Linked DNA regions of Gossypium hirsutum: region 2 is linked to region 1. Evidence: chromatin contacts called from public Hi-C data. All regions are on one chromosome and are shown on one strand. The core of a region is the stretch at or near the end of the contact, and the rest is flanking DNA. Distances in the headings are between cores, read along the strand shown.

What was found. A called contact is a pair of places that touch in the nucleus more often than the background predicts.
Region 2: a Hi-C map of hypocotyl shows a contact between it and region 1, with 2.1 times the contacts expected there. The contact joins the promoter of LOC107888345 here to the enhancer-like site in region 1. A contact is called at or near these places in 5 of 34 Hi-C or Micro-C datasets (hypocotyl, leaf and petal).

The regions. Positions count from the first base shown.
Region 1 is chrD13:58,261,295-58,264,410 of Gossypium_hirsutum_v2.1, forward strand. It overlaps the pseudogene LOC107888337. Among protein-coding and RNA genes, the nearest start is that of LOC107889806, 4.2 kb to the left of the region's middle. Within about 2 kb of position 1,552, at least 6 of the 9 cell types and tissues checked have an H3K27ac peak or open chromatin away from gene starts, as enhancers often do.
Region 2 is chrD13:58,382,699-58,386,022 of Gossypium_hirsutum_v2.1, forward strand. LOC107888345 (alkaline/neutral invertase A, mitochondrial) reads right to left here and starts at 1,385. Exons shown (of 7, transcript XM_016812422.2): 1 at 1,250-1,385; 2 at 370-1,146. The coding sequence starts at 1,131.

The DNA of each region.
Region 1 (3,116 bases), core at 302-2,801:
TTGGACTGGTCCAAGATTCTTAAAGTAGAGCACAAGGAAAACGATTGTGATGAAGATTATGGTGACCGAAATGTGGCATTAACGGTGCCAGAGAAACGAACAATGACGAATTAGAGATTTTAGTGTCGGGCTTTCAATGAACCTTCAACGTTTTCGGTGAAAACAAAGTTGACAAATTGAATGAGGAAAAAAAGGGAGCCCGGGTGGCTTTTGATTGGAGCTCCGACACTCGAATATGATGGTGGGAGTAAGAACAAAGTGAGGTGGCTGGGGTTTTACTCGGGATTTGAGATATGTTGATAAAGAATAAGAATTGGGAGAAAGATGACGTTGTGAGCTTGGCTATACAATGACAGTGGTGAACGGCAACGTCGACAACGTTGGTGCAGCACCTAAAATTTCACTTTGGCTAGAAAAGTTGGATTTTAAAATTCATATTGGCAAATGACTTGGATTAATTGTTCACGCGTATGGATTTAATTGGTTTAAATGGCTACATTGGGTTTCTTTGAACGGAAACGATTAGGGGCTAACTTAGTCACTGGAATGATCGAAAAAAATAGTAAAAAAAGGCCAAAGTGAAAATTTTCCTATGATACAAGGGTTAAAATGGGATTAAACCTTAAAAAATTACAATTGTTGTCAATTAGTTAAAAAAACTTACAATCATTAATATCAAAATTAAAATAAAATTTATAAAAACTATTTAAAATAAAAAATTAGAAGGAGTTTTAATTAAAGGTCTAAAATTATAAAATTTATAAAAACTATTGCAAATAAAAATACAATATTTAATTAAAGGTCTAAATTCAAATGCACCACAAGTTAGATTTTAAAATTTATTAAAACTGTATAATTTATTTCAAAAAATTAAAATGAATTTTAAATCAATTTAAAGAATTATTAGATTAAAAACGAGAGCCCTAAAATAACTAGGTTAAATTTAACAACATAATAAAAAAATATTTTAAAAATTATTAACTTTTTTAAAACATAATAAATAAATGAAAATGATCTTAAAATAAGGTTAAGGCTATAAATACTCTACTCGTATAATATTTTAAAATTTTTATGATGTACATTATTAGAATTATATTTATATATGTAAAAATATTATTTAAGAATTAAAAATAATTAAAAAACTTTTTAATAGAATACGTTTAAATTTATTTTTCACATTATTAATTAAATTTCTAAATTACGAAATAAATTTATTTAAGTATGTTACAGAATTTGGAGCAAAAAAAATGTCATTTTCGATCAGTAGAAAAAAGTATCCAAAATTAATCGATCAACGCCGCTGGGATGTCCAACTTTTTCTCCAAGGCGGAGGTGACAAGCAGCGGCCGCCCTGTCCTCCTCCGCAACGAAGTCGAATGCCACCTTCTCTCCGCTGTTGACCTCGAACCTGAAGACCACCGTCACTTCTCCCTCTTAAAATCGGGTCTCCTCATCCTCACCACCCACCGCCTCATCTGGCTACCTTCTTCTTCCGCCTCCACCCCTACTTCCGCCTCAGCCATCCCTCTTGCTGCCATTTCCCACGTTTCTCTTCCAAAAAATCTCTCAAGTCCGTCTTCCACTCCCCTAGGATACGCTTCTAAGTCCTCGTCTCGTCCGATGGTCGGGTCTTCGATCTAGGTTCCGGGTCTGGTTCCAGTTCAGGTTCGGGCTCGAGATCAGTCGTAGTAACGGCAGTGATCAGAGGGAAGTGGGACTGTGATGGGTTTTTGGTGAAGTTTTGGGACAGTTGGCGGGCGAGAGCTTGGGAGACTACGGAGACTTCAGGTTCCGGCTCAGCTTCGGTTTCGGGTTCAGGGGCAGCCACAGGAACCGGTGGAGGGTTGTACTCGAGTGATGGGTCGGTGAGGATGGTTGGGGTGGCGGGTATTTTAAGGAAGGAGCAAGAAATGTGGGAGAGTATTGATAAGAGTTTGCAGGATGCTTTTCAGGACTTAAATGCTCTCATGGTAATGCAGATAATTTGTTCAATTCTGGCCATTTGGATTTAGTTTTTATGTAAATTTTGTATCATAAATACTTTTAATTTCCTAGTAGTTAACAAATTGCATTGAAGAATATAGCATCTACTTGGTTTAGTTCCTGCTATGATTGACATTGGTGAATGCAAGTGGACCATATCTTGATTTAGGATATAAGAAAATTAAACTTTTGTGTCAATGCCATGTATAAAATGATTTGATTAGGCTTAGTTTACTTCTGTCGTTTTATCGCAAAGATAGGTTCCGAGCTATAGTTAATGAATATGATGTTAGTAGTCTCTGTCTTTTGCTTGTTTTCTTACATTCCAATCATTCAAGTTTTAGAATGCTTTCGGGTTTTCAGAGTAAAGCTAAAGAGATGGTGATGCTAGCAGACACAATGAGACAAAAGCTTTTGTCCGGAACGAGTTCTCAAACAAGTGGAACAAATGATGAGGATATGGGTTCAAAGGAAGAGATGCAAGATTGGTTGTTGAGTGTTGGCATAATATCCCCAGTCACTAAAGAGTCTGCAGGTGCTCTGTACCATCAACAATTGTCCCCTCAGGTTCTCGTCTCTTCTCTTTTCCCCCTTGTTAGTTTTAATTTATTCGCTTAATAATTTTTCTCAACAGAGTTTAGTTTATCATTCTGTTAATACAATCAATGTTTATAGAATTCAGGAATTCTTTTATGGTTTATTTGGCTCTAAAGAAATCCTTGAGTAAGACGGTTTTGTAGTTCGGGATTAGTTGATTACAGTTTTGTGATTCAAGACTTCGATGACAAAATACTCCCAGAAGATATTTTACTTTTTTTATTTTGCTTTATGCTTGCATATCCCAGGGATTCTTCAATGAAAATATAAAATTAGTCATCCAAAATTTTATTTTTGAGTTGGTAAATGACTTGCTATGTATAGTAGATCGGCTTTTGGCTTTTACTTGATTTTCTTTTGAGAGCTAGTTTTGATTTTATTTCTTGGCACCTCAGCTGGCAGATTTTGTGAGAATTCCACTGGAGAGAGCAGGTGGAATGATCAACCTTATGGATGCCTATTGTCTCTTCGATCGTGCTCGTGGCACAGGTTTGGTTTAACACTAACTTCATCTCTTGTGGTCATTGTATTTAGGT
Region 2 (3,324 bases), core at 135-2,634, 120 kb after region 1:
CGATGTGTCTGAAACTACCAGCACGGAGAAAAGAGGCATGAAATTGATTACATTAAGCAATAAATGCCCAAAGTCCTACAATGATTGAAAGGAACCTAAAAGCCCAATTCGCCAACTTTATGGTGAATATGTGCATTGGATTTGTTTGTACACAATGTTGGGAAAGGACCAAGCCACCAAACCATAAAGATAATCAATGACAAATGATGATACATCAACAAAACAAGTACTTAGGCTATCTGAATGATAAATAATACACAAATAAACAAATGGATATCAAACAATCAATGACTAGTCACACCAAAAAAGGAAATGCACTACTAATGCTGCTACAAAGTTATACAATATACCTTAAGCGAGTATGTATACCTGCAACTGCAAAGTATGGAGGAGAAAATTCTTGACAATCTCTCCTTCACCTTTAAGCAAAAAAGCCAAAGCTGAAGGCACAAAATCACGAATGAAGACCTGGTCGTAATTCAAAGGCTGCTTATCACCTGGATCATTTGCAGCCACTGTACCAACAGGGAACCCACAATACGACACAACTGAATCTCTCAATAAATCCCATGCCTCCTTTTCAATGGCACTATCAATTGAAACTCCATTTTTTCCATTTCCCAAACCCTCCCCAATGTTCTTCACGTTGTTTCCATCTTCAGTTAGAGGATTTTCTCCTCCTACAAGGTTCTTATCAGTGTCAATTCTTTCAACAAGCGTCTTCACATTAATTCCGTTTTGCACGTGAATTCTTTCGAAATTCTTGTCGTTTATACCTGTTTCCACAGATGTTGAGAGGTCTCTTACCTTTGATGCTACCACGGCTTGAACAGAGAAACCGTTAGGCATCGGAACCGCCCTAGGTCGGGCAAAAACGGAACTTGGTAAACAATTAAACTTCTGGGCATTGTTGATAACACGTTGAAATCCTACGAATCGAGAAGGGTAGGCGTGGAATTGAGAGTTTTTACTGAAATTCAATAGAGAAGCTTTGCTCTTGTAGAAAAGCTTATCTTCACAACAAGGGAGATTAAACCGATGTCGGGACCCCAAAAACAAAGCGTTTCTGAGGTTTAGGAGTGTTGAAGGAAGCTTCATGGTGGAATTGATGATGAAATTCATAGCGTTCATAATCAACAAAAGAAACTGCAGCGATTAATCAGTAAAATTCGCTATATTTTTGTTTGGGATTTAATTATACCCGAAATGAAATTGAACAGATTGAATTGGAAAGATAAAAAAGAGTTACCCAGAAATTGATAGAAGAAATATGGAATGCAACATGTCTGATTTCTCCACGTGTTTCCAACAATTCAGCATTTGCAAAATCTATATTCCTTCTTTATTATATTATTGCTATTGTTTTTTACTCATTCTTCTTTCCTTGCCAAGAAGAGCAAGCAAGCTTTTAATGGCTTTAATTTAGTCCTTAATATTTGCATTTTTTTTTTGGGTTTTGGTATATCAACTTGATAATTAAGTTTATATAATCTTGAAATTGGATAATATAAAAGTTTTATAAGGTTTGTTAATGGAAATTAAGTTAACTAAATTTAGTTGTCAAATTTATATATTAAAATGGATTTAATTGTCAAGTTTGAGAACTAAGAATTGTATTTACTCCGATTTCTTTATAAACATTAAAACCGAAATTACAAGTTGAGGCTAAATTCTTGAATAAATCGTGTAGGGGTAGAATGGTAGTAAATTTAATTCTTGAATAAATAATATAGTTTTTTCTATTTCCTTTAATATGAGTGTAGTATTACGATTCTTAATTATTATTTTTTGGTTACAATACTTAAAACTATCCATAACCCATCTAATTAGTAAAAGTAAATTAAATTAAAATTTGTATAATATAAATTTTCATATAAAGCAATCAATGTAAATGAAAATAAAAATCGTAGTTTTTTTTAATGAAATTATTTTTTTAATATTATTGAAAAGTCTTTTAATAATAAAGGTAAATTATTAAAATAGTCATTTTTGTTTATCGCATGTTACATTTTAGTCACTTATGTTTGAAATGTTACATTTTAGTCACTAAGTCATTAATTGTCATTAACGGTAAGCTGATGTGGTACATTAAATTATCATCTCAAACAAAATTTTTAGGTTAAATTATATAATTGGTCCCAATATTTTTTCATTTTGTGCATTTTAATTTTTTCTTTTATATTCTTTTAACTTTCTTTTTTATTTATTTATTTCCCATTCTCTTTTGCTTCTTCCTTTTGTTTTCCTCCTTTCTCCATCTCTATTTTCCACATAATTAATTCAAAGAAATGAGATTTCAAATATGAAGCATATGCAAAGTTGTTTCGCTTGAATGATCTAATAATTAATTCAAAGAATTGGGATTTCAAACATGAGGAATATGCAAACTATGTCAAACAATCAACTAAAGATTACTTGTTAATGTGTAGCATTTAACCATATGATGGATTTAAGGGTCTGGTTGCACAAAAATCATTTGAGGTAACTCTTGAAAGCACTATTAAAATATGGAGAAAGGAGAAGGGAACATAAAAGAATATAAAAGATATGGAGAAGGGGGGAAACAGAGGGAGAAACGGAAGAGAATGGAAAAACAAAAGAGTTAAAAGAACATAAAAGAAAAAAATTAAATTGTTCAAAATAAAAAAAATATATAGGGACCAATTATATAATTTAACCTTTTTGTTTAAAATGATGATTTAACGTGCCACATTAGTTTACCGTTACACCGTTAACGACAATTAACGGCTTAGTGACTAAAATGTTACAACACAACAACATAAGTGACTAAAAAGTAACCTGAGACAAACAAAATTGACTATTTTGATAGTTTACCCTAATCATAACATGTTCTAGGGTAATTTAATTAAGTTGAATTAACTATTTTGTATTTGATAATTGTGTTTAAAAATATAATACATGATGGGCGTTAAAACCACCAAATAAAAATAATCCCCACAATAAAATAACTCTAAACAGTAGAAAAGAGTAATAAGGTCGATTCTAAAGGGATTGGTGATTATGATCAACTTTCGTGTTTTTCTCGTGAGCAAATTTTTTTTCGTGCCGATAATCGTGGCATTAAACATGCCCACAACTCCAAATGACCTGTTGAAAAATAAATAAATTAGGGGAGTTTCAAAATGACTAGAAATTAAATAAATGAAATAGCATAAATGAAAAATTAAATAAAATGAAAGTAAAATTAAATTAGGAAATAAATTCATATGTTGTAAACAGAGCTATAAAGTCTTAGCCCTAGACTCGGTGGATTCTGGTTTTTAAATCGATCCTCGAAAATTAATTTTCTCCTCCAAACAATAA